2 separate regions of the Mus musculus genome follow, and region 2 is linked to region 1. A link is a contact called in public promoter capture Hi-C data. All regions are on one chromosome and are shown on one strand. Each heading gives the region's core, a stretch centred on a gene start, on an enhancer-like site or on the middle of the called end of the contact. The rest is flanking DNA. Distances are from core to core; before and after follow the strand shown.

Region 1 (6,554 bases), core at 2,204-4,703:
CTACAGGTCCCCTAGTCCTTCATTTGATTTTTTTTTTAATATGGCTACTAGAGTTTTAAAATTACATATGAGCCGGTATTAGATTTCTTTTGGGCAGTGCTGACCTATGAGCTCTGTATGGGTAGAATTAGAAACACTCCTGCTTAGGTTCAGAGAACTGAAGGTCTTTCCTGAGGTCACCCAGCGAAGAGAGGGCAGGGACAGAGGTATAGCCAAGTATCTGCTCAGATCCTCCAGCTCGGCAGTGGTTGGAGGTGTGCTCTGATCCACACGTGACCAAGGGCTCCCATCAGTCCAGTGACTGGGCAGGTAAGACAGTGGGAGACAAGGTATCGACAAGTAGGAAACACCCAGCAGGTCCCGTCCCCACATTTGTTTGGCCTGGCTTTCAGCTGTCATACTCCCTCCTCAGACAGGCTTCTCTGACCCCACCCTCCCCACCCCCAGGGTCACTCAGCGCTCTGTCACCCAGCTTTATTGTCTTCCTGGCCTGGATCATTGTTGATTATTTTGTCCCCCTTTGGGACTCCTGCGGGGTCTTGTCTAACAGGTCCTCAGCTGCATTCCTGCCTCCCCAGTGCCTGGCACGTAGGCAATGCCCAACTCATGTTTGTCAATCAAGTGAGACAGAAAGAGACACAGACAAGTGAGGTCATCAGATTTCTCTCTATGACTGCAGCGATGCACAGCTAACAGTGCTGTGAGTACTTGGGCAAGTACCTTTCCCTCTCTGGATCCCGCTTTCCCCTTCTAGAGGCTGGTGCTGGGGGTGGGAGGCTCCGCTCGTTGAATTATCATGAGCCGACTGGATGGGTGTGAACACTGCTTTGTAAACTGTTAAAGCGTGATTGCAAATGCGGGGAGCTGTTGTCATTAGACAAATGAAGCTTCCAGCCGTCTCTTCCTGTGCAGTGAGGGACCGGGTCTGGATCCAAAGCTCACTCTCCAGCCTCTGCTACACCTGGAGGGGCAGGTTCCCCATTAGGAAACATCTAATATGCTGGGGGTTTGAGAGGCAATATGCAAACTGAAGATAATCAAACTATCCCCAGGCCCCAGCAAGGGAACCCGTGATCATCTTTCCGGAAAATCCTAAGCAAATGGGTGTCAGTCCCGAAGAGGCCAAAGTTAGTGAAGGCACTTAGTAAGGGGTTGATGAGGTGGAATCCTGGTCACAGAGCAGAGAAAGCTGGATAGGGTTTGGCTGGGACAAAGGCGGAGTCGAAGGCAGTTGCCAAGAGAGCAGAGAGGAAGGCCTTGGATGGCTGACAAGACTCAGCCTTTCTATAGGATCTCAAATGGGGAATCATACAACACGGAGGGAGAACGGGATGGGGAAGATACGGGGCTTTGTTTATTGCTACAGTGATTTTTTTTTTTTTTTTTTTTTGCGTTTGGCCAGGTAAAAGTCCAGACTGCTATCAATTAATGATAAGGTTTTCAGTGACTGTGGGAAGTTGGCTAACTGAATAAACGTGTTCTATGGACCTATGCAAGGCCCAAGGGATGAGTGTGGGTGTCAGACACTGCTTGAATCCTAGCTCCGATGCGCTATTTGGCCTTGAGCAGATGACTTACCTGGTCCTCAGTCTCATCACCTGAGATGGCCTGCACCTGCCACCAGAGTTGTGACAATGGAGGAGAGGAAAATCTGGAAACGTGAACAGCCCCGAGCCTCATCCCTGGTACCCGGGTTCTCAAAGGATGCTAAAATCTAGTATTTGTATTTTGAATCAAAAAGGATTTTAAATCAAGAAGGAAGCAATTGCTAGGGGTGGGTGGATGGTGACAAGGGTCCCCAGGGGATAGAAAGAAAGCAGAGCTGAATCCACCCAGGATGTAATAGATGGCCCATAAATGTTTCTGGAAATGGGGAGGGGCCACCTGTATACACCAGGGATGGAGGAGAAAAGGCTCAGAGTCCACCAAATCCTAAGCCCCTTGGTTTGTCTGATGAGGAGAAACAGAGAAAAAAAAAAAAAAGCCAGGGCACCCAATTAACTTCTACCCCAGGCAGGAGTCTGCAGGCAACACGGAGTGGAAGGTGTTGGCAGAGAGGGTGATCTTCCCTGTTGTCTTCTATTCTCCCCGGCTCACTTCTGTTCTGCCTCCTTTGCAACCTTCGAGGCCCACCATTTCCAGGTGGCCTCCCAGGCTGAGGTTCATTTCTGATGGACTCTCAATGCTTCAAAGGGTGCCCCAAATTTCCAAACCTCAGTTGGTGTCTCAGGACAGTCTGTCTGATGGGCCTTGAAGGGAAGACATCTCTGGGACGTTTTGTTAGTTTGTGGGACAAAGGGACTGGAGAGGTCTGCACTGGACTTTTAACAGCTTGTCTCTCTAAAGCATTCTTCCACCCACTGCAATGATCATGGCCAGTGCTGTTGGCTAAGTGTGTTTTCAGGAGCGCGGGTCCCAAAGGCTAGGGGCCCTGCCTGGGTGGTTCCCGCAGGATCCCTCCAGTCCTCCCACCACCGGTCTCAGCAAGCCCGCTAATGATGATGGTGATGAAGGCTGTCAGAGCAGGCTGGGCCCGCAGAAATGGAACAAGGGGTTGTGTCCTCCCCGAAGGGACAGCTATGCACAAAACCGAGCAGCCCAGACAGGTCCATTCCACCGAGGGGTGGAGTAGGGGCTGTCGCTAGGCACCCCCCACCCCCGGGCCTCCTCCACACCCCTGCTCGCAAACTGCACCGGGAACCAGATCAACAGAGGAGAAATACAATGTGCGGCTGGGAAGGTCCGCGGGGAGGGGCCGGTGGGCTCGCGCAAGACAACAAGGCAAGGAGGGAAGGCCCGGGGTCTGCCTGCCAGGGCCCGCCACTCCTGCCAGAGAGAACCCCGGGCCCGCGGGCGAGCGCCAAGGCCCACTCTCCCAGGCAGAGGCCCCAGCCCAACCCTAGAGCCTGGGAAAGCCGCCTGTTTTGTTCCCAGCTCCCCCCTCTTTCCCCCCCTCATTCATTGCAGTTCAGTCCCTTTCGAAGCCGCAGGGACGCGGGTGGCAGGGCTCAGGCAAGGGGGTGGCACTCCCAGTCCTGACAGGTAGGGCCAGTCCCCCGGCTTTGGGCAGCCCCTTCCTCGTTCTCCGCCCCCCCGCCCCGGGTCCCCTCTCTCTGCTCCTGTCAGCCGCGCCAGACGATCTCGGCTTTGCAGCATTCAATAAAAATTGAGAAACATTTGGGCTGAAATCGCTGCTTTATCTGGAGGAGCCACAGCGCCGGGAGAGACCACTGCTGCGCGGGGGGGATTCCGGGGTCCCGGACACCCGGGTGAGTGGGGTCACGATGCTCCAACACGGTTGCTGCCCCATCCGAAGGGACTCAAAAGATTTAGAAGATCATGACTCGGGCGTGGTGCAACCCGTGGGTGCACCGGGCAGAGGCACAGGATTGGCAGTCCAACCCCGGCTCCCCCCACGCCCGCGGCTCAGGTGGGCCGTGCCCAGCGCTGGCGGAGCCCGGGTCCCCGTTCTGCCCGGGCTGGATGGCTCATTCTGCTGGCTGCGCGGCGGCGGCGGCTCGTGTGTGTGTGCGCCGCGCCCCGCCGCTCCCCGCCGGCCCCCCGAGCCCGGGGCGCGCGCTCCAGCCCGGGGGTCCCCGCGGCGCCGCGGCCGGAGGCTCCGGGCAGCGCAGCAATGGCCGTGCGCAGGCTGGGGGCCGCGCTGCTGCTGCTGCCGCTGCTAGCCGCCGTGGAAGGTGAGCGGGGATGGGGGCGGGGAGCGGCCGCCTCGGCCCCGGGTCGCCCCCTCACTCGGCCCCGCGGTCGCAAAGTTTGCCCGGGGGCCGGTGCCGGGCGCAGGTGGCCGCGGGGAGGTGTGGCCGGCGGCCACCGCTGGGAAAGACGCGGGGCCCCGCGGGCGCCCGGGCGAGCGGCGGGCGCTGATTGACTGTGCCAGGAGGAGGCGAAGGGACCATCTTGCCGAGGCTTTGTAGCCAGCCGGGTGAGCGCCGCCCAGGGCTGGGGGGTCTTACCACTGCGCGCCCGCCACCGAGGTCCCCGCATCCCCGCAGAGCCCGGCAATGCCTCGGCACCGAGCTCAGGGGCGCGGGCCCGGCGCGCAGTGGGTGCTGCAAAGTTTGGCAGGGAGCGTTCCGAGGGAGGCACCGCGGCCGCGCCAAGGATTGGGGATCCCTGGCCGCGCCCCCTTGGATGCAGCCTGGGCCACCCGAAGAGCAGGGGCACCCGTGGAGTGGAGCGAAGCGCGCGTGTCCCCCACCCTCGCGTCCGTGCCCGCCCGGTCGCTCGCGGCGTACAATGGGGTCCCCTCCCCAGCAGGACTGAGCGGGGGATGGGGCGATGGGCATCACTCTTGCGCGCCGGGTTCTCCGGGTACCTCCGCGGGCCACCGCCCCGTGGGCGACAGAGCTCAGCGTGGAGTCTGGAGCCCCGAGAACTCTCCAGCTGCCGTCAGAGACCGGACCAGATGCTTTGCCATGTGTTGTTGGCCTTGGCCTGGGTCTCTGGGCCTCTCCCCGAGGCCTCGCGCTGTGGTACCACCCGACCCCCCGGGGGCGGGAGTGGCTGCCAGGTGGTCGCAGCTCGCTGGCTTTGGAGGAAAAGTTGTTAGTGGGGGTCTGGGTGTGTCCACCAGGAATGGCCGGGCTGGAAGGACCAGGCGTGAATCCTAATAATGGTTCTCACGTGTACTGTGCTCTACAGTTTGCCAGTCGCTTCAGTTTATGAAGTACTTTGCTCTCCGTGGTTTACAGCGTGCTGCACGGTTGACAAGGTACTTGAAGCCTTCTTTGCAAAGTGCTTGCCGGCCGACAATCTGTGTTGAATCCTTCAGAAGTCTTCCGGGAAGCCAGATGGGTCGAATTTTTACTGGTTTTTAGCAAATAGGGAAACCGCGGGTTCAGAAAAATCCTGTCTCAGCCCTAGCCATTGGGTGATAAAAATAGGCCCTGAGTCTGAGGTCTTTCAAACAACTGGCTGGGTTTTCTTACCCCTAAAGAAGGTGACCCGTTCTAGGAGTGTGCCACCGAGGGCTTGAGGGGTGAGACACAGAGTGCCCTATTCTTGGGTCACTTTGGGGTGAGGTGTGAAGAAGCCTTGAGGGCTCCAGGCACAGCCACTCCAGGCATGGTGGGGGACCCCGTGCTATAACTTAGTTTCTTTCCCAGTAATGAGCATTTTAGTGACCGCAGTGGGGAGGAGAAGGGGGGGGGTCCTTGGATGGCAGCCATAGTGTTTGGCACCAAGGCAGCTGTCCTCCGGCTCCTGCAGGATTTGGCGGCTGCCTGCGGTTTCCCAGAGTGGGGTGGCCAGGGCACTGAGGGTGCCACGGGCCCTGGGTGTGGAGGGCAGCCGTGGAGCCCGGCTGCTGGCGGGGAGCTCCCTGGGAGCTGGTTGGTGTACCGCGTATTACTCCGGCTTTGGGGAAATGACTCATGTGCTGGCCCGCTATACGTTGGGATGTTTACAGTATTATGGGGAGCTTGGCATAAATATTGCTATTTAGGTTGCAGTCAGTGGGGCTGGAGGGGAAGAAAATTGGCCTCTCTTGTGCGTTTGAGAAGGCCCGAGTGTGTTTTTAATTACCGTGGGGTAGATGGAAGGGCCACGTCTGTCCAGCTCTGGCAAGTGGGTGGTTAGAATCTGGGGGGGCTGTGGCCTGGCTGGGCCCTGGCCCTGGACACAGAGCTGGTTGGCAGCTGATGTCACAAGACGGGATGGTTGCCCGTTTGGGGGCAGGAGTAGGAGAACTCTGGAGAATTTAATTCATCATGATTAGCTCATATTGGACTGAGAGAAGGTATGAGGTGGACCCCAGGGGACTGCTTGTAATTCTCTCGGGACGCTGGGGTAGCTGCCTTCTCTGTAGGAGCCTCAGTTTCCCTAGGTAGGGCCTCTGGCTATTCTCTGTGGATTCCATCTTTATACCAGCCATCCCTAAATCCTTCCTCCAAGCCTCTTTTTTTTCTCCTCTGTCACTTAAGGTGATCACAGTGACTGTCTCACCTGTGTGATCGTAAACATCCTACTGAATAGTGGATGGAGAAATAATCCAACTGTAAGAATTGGGTATGCCTTTGTCCTGGAAAGGAAGAGTAGGTGGTACTGCCTATAGCATATCTGGGGCACATTGGATGCTCCAAGATGCAGCCCCGTCTGTGGGACAGTATGGAGGCCAGAGGCCAGGGAGGACAGCCCTGGCCTCCAGCATCCAGAGCCGTAAGACCACCACTGCCTGCCTTTCTTTCTCTTCTGGCTTGCTCTGTCTCCTAGCCCATCACGGGGCTGCCCTGAGCATTACAGCCTAAGGATTTCCAGCTCTAGCCTGTGGAATGCTTGCGAGGAGATGAGGTGCACGTGTGTATGTGCACGTATGTGTGTGCGTGCGCACGCCGGGGAGTGGTTCCCCCCACCCCCGGCAAGAATGGTGAGCATAATGTCTCGCCCAAACCACAAGACCCCCTCCAGGAAAAGCAAAGTGTTGAACATCTGGAGCTGGGCCCAGGGACACATCTGACAGAGGATGGTGGCCGACTCACTACTAGATGGAATGTAAAGGCAGAGGTCTCTCCCCTTCACAGCCCTTCGTTTGCTTTCCA
Region 2 (6,554 bases), core at 2,902-5,401, 63 kb before region 1:
CAGAAACACTGCCAGAAAACAGGGCTGACCTAAGGTCTGAGAGCACAGCCCTTGATGGAGACTGAACACCACCAGGAAGAATCTGAATAATCGAAAAGATGTGTCTCTCTGGGTCTACTGGCACAGGACTGTAATCCCAGCTACATGGGAAGATTGTGCGTGCAGGGCCAGCCTGGGCTACAGAGTAGATTCAGGCTCAACCTGGACAACTTAGAGAGACCGTCTTAAAATAAAATGTAAAAGGAGAGCTGGGGATGTAGCTTAGTGATAGAGAGCAGGCCTAGTATGTGTGAGGCCCTGGTTCAACCCCCCAGACACACACAGACATATATACAACAGACACACACACAGACACACGGGCACAGACACACACACACAAAGACATATACACACAGACACAAACATATGGACACACAGAGACACACACAATAGACAGACAGACAGACAGACACACACACATACACATTTGTTGTTGTTACTCTTCAGGTCCCTGACTCTATTCTACATGACTTTGTGAGCCACAGTCTTCTGCCTCCCCTCCACGAGTCTGAACTCTGTAGTCAGAGAAGAATGTGCCTGCCTACATTGTATTGGCCTGACGATGTTCTCTGTGCAACATTTCTGGGATTGTTGCTGACCCACTGTGTGTGAGTGTGTGTGTGAGAGAGAGAGAAAGAGAGAGAGAGACAGAGACAGAGAGGGACAGAGAGAGAGACAAGGACAGGGACAGAGACAGAGAGACAGAAAGACAGAAAGAGGACAACCTGAGAATCTTGTCTCATTCTTTGGGCTCTGTCCACCTTGGTGGTCTGTTTGTTTGTTTGTTTGTTTGTAGACAGTCTCTTACTGGCCTGGAACTCACTGGGTAGGCTTGGCCAACTGGTCAATGAGTCTCAGAGATTCACCTGTTCTCACCTCCCCAGCACGGGGACTCTATGCATCAACCCAGAACTTTACACAAATTCTAGGGATTAAACTCAGGATTAAACCACAAGGCAAGCACTTTACCCACTGAGCCATCTCCCCAGTCCTGACCACTTACCTTCCATGCCACTGCTATGTGTCTGTTTGGGGTTTTGTTTCTTTGTTGGTTTTTTTTTTAATCTTTTTTTTTTTGGTTGTTAAAGACAGGGTCTCTCTGTATAGCTCTAGCTGTCCTGGAACTTGTTCCATAGACCAAGACTGGCCTAGAACTCAAGAGATCTGCCTGCCTGTGCCTCCTGAGTGCTGGGATTAAAGGCCTGTACCACCACTGCCCAGCATGCTAATGCTATGTGTGCTAACGTGAATGCTTGGACTTCCTGCAGGTGTGTGAACACAGCCTGCTGAGTACGACCGTCCAGCATGTGAGAATAAGGCAGGCAGATAACCAAGTCCTTTCAAAGCCACGATAGAGCTGTGTCTAAGGAGTGCCAAGGGTCACCTGCCACTTCTCAGGATTGTCACTTTGCATAATGTACAGTTTGCTCTATGAAGACAGATACGAACTGGGAGAAAGTCAATAACTCAAAATTATTTTGGCCTCATAGAGGTGTAATGATGGTTTTCCATTAGCTTTTATTGTCCCACAGAACTGTAAAAAAAAAAAAATCTTAGTTTGTGTTACATTTAGTCATTTATTTTGTGCTTTCGTGGAGAGTGCACATGGGGGGGGGTCAAAGGACCACTTTTGAGAGTGGGTTCTCACCCTCTATCATGTGGCTCCCAGGAAGTGAACTAAAATCATCAGGCTTGATTCCAAAAGAACTTTAGTCAGTTTGTGGTATGTAACACAGCAGTCTTATGAATCGTCCAGAAGTCTTGTGATTTTGGGTGGAATCCTTCTCTTTTCTCTCTAGGTACATATGTGAGTTTTGGATGCCCTTCACTGAGCCAGGTAGGACCCTGAGGGTCTCATCATAGGCCACACATTCTAAGAACTTCTATTTCATCTATCTATCTATCTATCTATCTATCTATCTATCTATCCATCCATCCATCTATCCATCCACCTGTCTATCATCTATCTGTTTGTATGCGTGCTTGCATACCATAGCATACACGTGAAGATCAGAAGACAAGTCAGGTCATCAGGCATTATGGCAAGTGCTTTTACCCGCTGAGGCATCTCTCTGGCCCTCCTTTTTGTTGCTGTTGTTATGGCCTTATGTAGTTTGGTCTAGCCTCAAGGGAAGTGGCCTTGAGTCCTTGATCTTCCAGCCTCTGCCTTAGCAGTGCTGGGGTTATAGGCACGTGCCACCATACTTGATGTAATGGTAGGTTTTTGGTTTTTTTAACTGAAAATATATATGTGTGTATCTTTCAAAAATGGCGCTGAGGTGAAACTTGGGACCTTATCCATGCTAGTAGGTGAGTCTCTAAAGCTGAGCCACCCACCAGCCTTGTAGCTCTGATGTTGTTGTTGCTTAAATATTGATTTGAAGGGCTTGGCTATAGCTCAGTTGGTAGAACACTTGTTGCAGTAAATCTCCAACCCAAATATGTCCCAGCAATGAAAACACAGCTCAATTAATATGATCACATGCTGTGTGCCTAGATTGGGCAGATCTATGGCTACACTACCATCTTCTCCATCTATGAAACTCCTTAGGAACTTGCAGTTTCTCCAGGCCATGTGCTTCTGCTCTGATTTTCTTCTTCTTCCTCCTCTGCGTCCTCTCCCTCTCCCATTTTCTCCTTCTTCTTTCTCTCCACCTCCTGCTCCACCTTCCCTTTTATCTGCCCAACCAGCAGCTCTCCTTTATTTTACAAACTAAGGTGAGAAGAAGGTGTACAGGAAATCACCTGAGTGCTGACTCATTCCTAGTTCACAGCCACTCACAGGAGAACAGAATTAACATCAAATAGAATTAGCCCCAGGGCTATCCACAACAAACACTTGGCTAGGATTTATGAAGCCCTGGGTTCAATGGCCAGCTCTGAATAAAGCAAGCATAATGGAAGCACACCTTCAATCCCAGCTCTCAGGTGGTAGAAGCAGGAGGGTCAGGATGTCCAGGCCAACCCTGGATATATAAGAACCTGTCTCAGGAAAAGATGTTGGGGTCAGTGAGTGAAAGTGTTCCCTTCACCAACCTGAGAATGTGAGCTCAGATCCCATGGTAGGAGAGAACCAATTCCTCAAAGTTGACCTCTGACCTCCACACGTGCTCCACCGTAGCACACAAACCCACCCTAACATGCATATACAAAGAGAAACAATAAATAAACTATTTTTTAATATTGATGACATTTGGTGAATAAGTGGTTATCAGGTGCCCCGTGTTCTGCAGCTGCCTGACATTAAACTTTCACAACAACCTTCTGAGATAGAATTTGATCCCAGGTTACAGATAAAGAATCTAAGAGTGAGGCTGGATGGTGGTGGCGTACGCCTTTAACCCCAGGCAGAGACAGGTGGATCTCTAAGTTCGAGACCAGCCTGGTCTGCAGAGTGGGCTCCAGGACAGCCAGGGCTACACAGAGAAACCCTGTCTCGAAAAGAGAAAGAAAGAAAGAATGAAAGGAAAAAGAAAAAAAGGGGGGGGAAAGCAAGAGATGGCTCAGAAGTTAAGAGCACTGGCTGCTTTTCGAGAGGTCCTGAGTTCAATTCCCAGCAACCACCTGGCGGCTCACAAACATCTGTAATGAGATCTGTCGCCCTCTTCTGGCCTGTGGGCATATATGCAAGCAGAATGCTGTATGCATAATAAATAGATCGTTTTAAAAACAACAAAAAAAAGGTAAGGAAGAAACCAAGAGCGAAGAGATGTTGGAGCTTCCCAAAGACAGGCTGTTAGGGAGTATCGAGCCTTGAAACCCATTGCTATGTGCCTTCAGCCTCCCAGTGGTCTGTTCTCTCTGTTCCAGGTGGCCTGTCCCTTCTTTGAATTTTATAAGCACTTGGCCCTAAGCTCTTGTGTCTTTCCCAATCATGAAAAAAGCCCCAGGGTACAAGTTTGAAGACAGAGTCCTTCTGCCCTGATATTCTGTGCTTTTCTGGATCCTGAAGAACCCCAACCCCCATCTTCAGAGTCCTCCCCACAACTGTGGCTGGGCAGGACATCCCCTGTCCCAAACGTGCTGAGGTCCGCTTAAAATTTCCGTGTGTGGTGTCTGGCCCTGGGGAAGTTCAGGGGGTAGATTCCAAGAAGGGGAAGTCGGAAAGGATATGAAACTTGGCAGTGTCCTGGTGACACGCCTTTGCTGACGGGTGTCCCACCATCAGCAAAGGGCTGGAGCATCCAGTTTGATCGGACCACGGAGGCAGGTGAGACCAAGCCTGAGGGAGAGGGGGCTGGGAAACCAACCTTGGGGGACCACTCTGGAGAACTGAGGCGAGAGGGAAGAATATTGCTGCAAGCTAGTTCAGTGCAAGGGTGGATAGGCTGGGGACACTGACACAGAGCAGGCAGGTGGAAGGACCCTCTCCTCTGGCCAGAGCTTTGGGGAACCGTGAGAGCTAGTAGCTCAGAACCATGCTCCATGCCTCAGAAACACAGAAAGCCAGAAAGCGCTCGGGGGAGTCAGCGCCCAGCAGCAGAGGGCTTTGCAGGGACAGTCAGCCCTCATGTGGATGTGGAAAGGGGCTGAGGCTGCGGGAGAGTAGGCAGATGTTTGTGAAAGCCTGTGAGTGTGCATAGCTCACCATCTGGGCCGGAGATTGTAATTAAAACAGTGCTGACACTTGGTAAATATTTGTTCAATGAGATCCATCATCCGTGGGAGTGTGTGAGCCTGCGTGTCCAGAGAGCGGGGAGGTCTGTGTGGATATAGGAGCAAATGCTGGACAGGTGCAGAGCAAAAGGTAGTGTGGGGTTTAGGGCTGGGGCTAGGGCTAGGGTCAGGTCAGGGTCAAGGTCAGGGTCAGGGTCAGGGTCAGGATTAAGCCTAGAGCTAGGGCCTATAGGTTAGGATTAGGGTAGGGGGTGGGTGCTAGGGTTAAGGGCAGAGTAAGAAGGGTCAGGGTTCTAGCTAGGGCTAGGGGTTAGGGTCAAAGTCATTGTTAGTGCTAGTATCGGGGACCTGTGATCCAGACAGGCATTGAGGATATGAATGGCCCTAGACTGGGTCACATAACCTTGCGTGTAGAACATGGTAACATGTCATCATGGGACAGACATGTGATCCCAAGTGTCCAGCATACCCAGTGTCCCTGTGTGTCTCTGTAGGGACACCATGGAGACCTCTCAGGGATGGCTGGTGGCCTGTGTGCTGACCATGACCCTAGTATGGACAGTGGCTGAAGATGTCTGCCGAGCACCCAACGGGAAGGATGGGGCTCCAGGAAATCCTGGCCGCCCGGGGAGGCCGGGTCTCAAAGGAGAGAGAGGGGAGCCAGGTAAGCGTTCTCTCCGGCTGGGGTGCTGGTCCCGCACCATCCTGGAGGCAATGGTTTAGGGGTCCTGAGAAGCGATGGTGCATTTGAGTTCCAGGAAGTCACTACAGTGAGCGGTTCACCCCGGAACCTGAAGGCCTAGCCTTCTCTTGGACCTTGTCCCCAGCTTCTCTTTCCTGCTTTGACATTCCTCTTTCCCCTTTCTCCTCCAAAGACTAGGCCACACAGAGAATGGATGTGGATGGTCTAAAAAAGAGGCCCAAGAGTCTAGAGTCAAGAGCCATTGACTTGTTGGTTGACCTCAAACAAATTACGGATGCTCTCTGAGAGTCCATTTCCTCCTCCGTAAAATCGAGGCAGAGCCCTGCCTGGTGCGTAGAGAAAGATCAGCCAGTATCAACAGTCACTTGCATGTCCTTCCAGCCCTCTACTTTGTCCCTGCTCTCCTGTCCACTCTACCCTGTTAGAATTCATGATCCTGAGGAGGACGAGAGGGGAGGAGTTATGACCAGAGCCGGAAGAAAAGACATCCTGACCTGTCAACCTGACCCTCCCAGTCTCCTGCAGACCAAAAGGACCCTCATGCTGATTTGCACACAGTTGTGCCAAAGGGTCCTAAATATGAAAAAGGAGTTGGTGATTTAGAGACATGCGAGGTGACAGCACCATGGCTGGACTCAACTGAGCAACCAGAGAGCCAGCCCCACGTTTCCTAAAAATGCAGGGTCTGTCACATGGCTGCATTTGCTTCTCTGGGTTTTATAGTTGAAGCAGAGGCTCAGAGAGGTTAACATGCTTGCCCAAGACCACACAGCCAGTCAGGCCAGTCAGACTGGGTCTCTTCAAAGCAAAGGCTTTTTCTGTGAGGATAGGCAGGCTCTGGACTTCTTACCCACGATGCCCCACCCCACTCCACATCTACCAATCTGCTCGCTCTCTTTGCACACAGGAGCTGCTGGCATCCGGACTGGTATCCGAGGTTTTAAAGGAGACCCAGGGGAATCTGGCCCCCCTGGCAAACCTGGCAATGTGGGGCTCCCAGGTCCCAGTGGTCCCCTGGGGGACAGCGGCCCCCAAGGACTGAAGGGCGTGAAAGGCAATCCAGGCAATATCAGGGACCAGCCCCGGCCAGCTTTCTCAGCCATTCGGCAGAACCCAATGACGCTTGGCAACGTGGTTATCTTTGACAAGGTCCTCACCAACCAGGAGAGTCCATACCAGAACCACACGGGTCGCT

Evidence for each region. Capture Hi-C pulls out chosen DNA fragments and counts their contacts.
Region 2: a contact with region 1 is called in a promoter capture Hi-C map of pancreatic islet. The contact joins the promoter of C1qa here to the promoter of Ephb2 in region 1. A contact is called at or near these places in 7 of 39 promoter capture datasets (the 3T3-L1 cell line, cranial neural crest, embryonic stem cells and 4 more), 7 of 484 Hi-C or Micro-C datasets (the G1E-ER4 cell line, differentiating embryonic stem cells, embryonic fibroblasts and 2 more), 4 of 115 datasets of contacts at active chromatin or transcription factors (bone marrow-derived macrophages and embryonic stem cells) and 3 of 9 other capture datasets (adipose tissue, liver and pancreatic islet).

Annotation. Positions count from the first base shown.
Region 1 is chr4:136,832,911-136,839,464 of GRCm38.p6, reverse strand. It overlaps Ephb2 (Eph receptor B2), which reads left to right and starts at 3,453. Exons shown (of 16, transcript NM_010142.4): 1 at 3,453-3,695. The coding sequence starts at 3,635. Gm31536 (a long non-coding RNA gene) reads right to left here and starts at 3,530. Exons shown (of 5, transcript XR_881502.3): 1 at 1,579-3,530.
Region 2 is chr4:136,896,441-136,902,994 of GRCm38.p6, reverse strand. It overlaps C1qa (complement component 1, q subcomponent, alpha polypeptide), which reads left to right and starts at 4,151. Exons shown (of 3, transcript NM_007572.2): 1 at 4,151-4,249; 2 at 5,151-5,320; 3 at 6,267-6,554. The coding sequence starts at 5,158.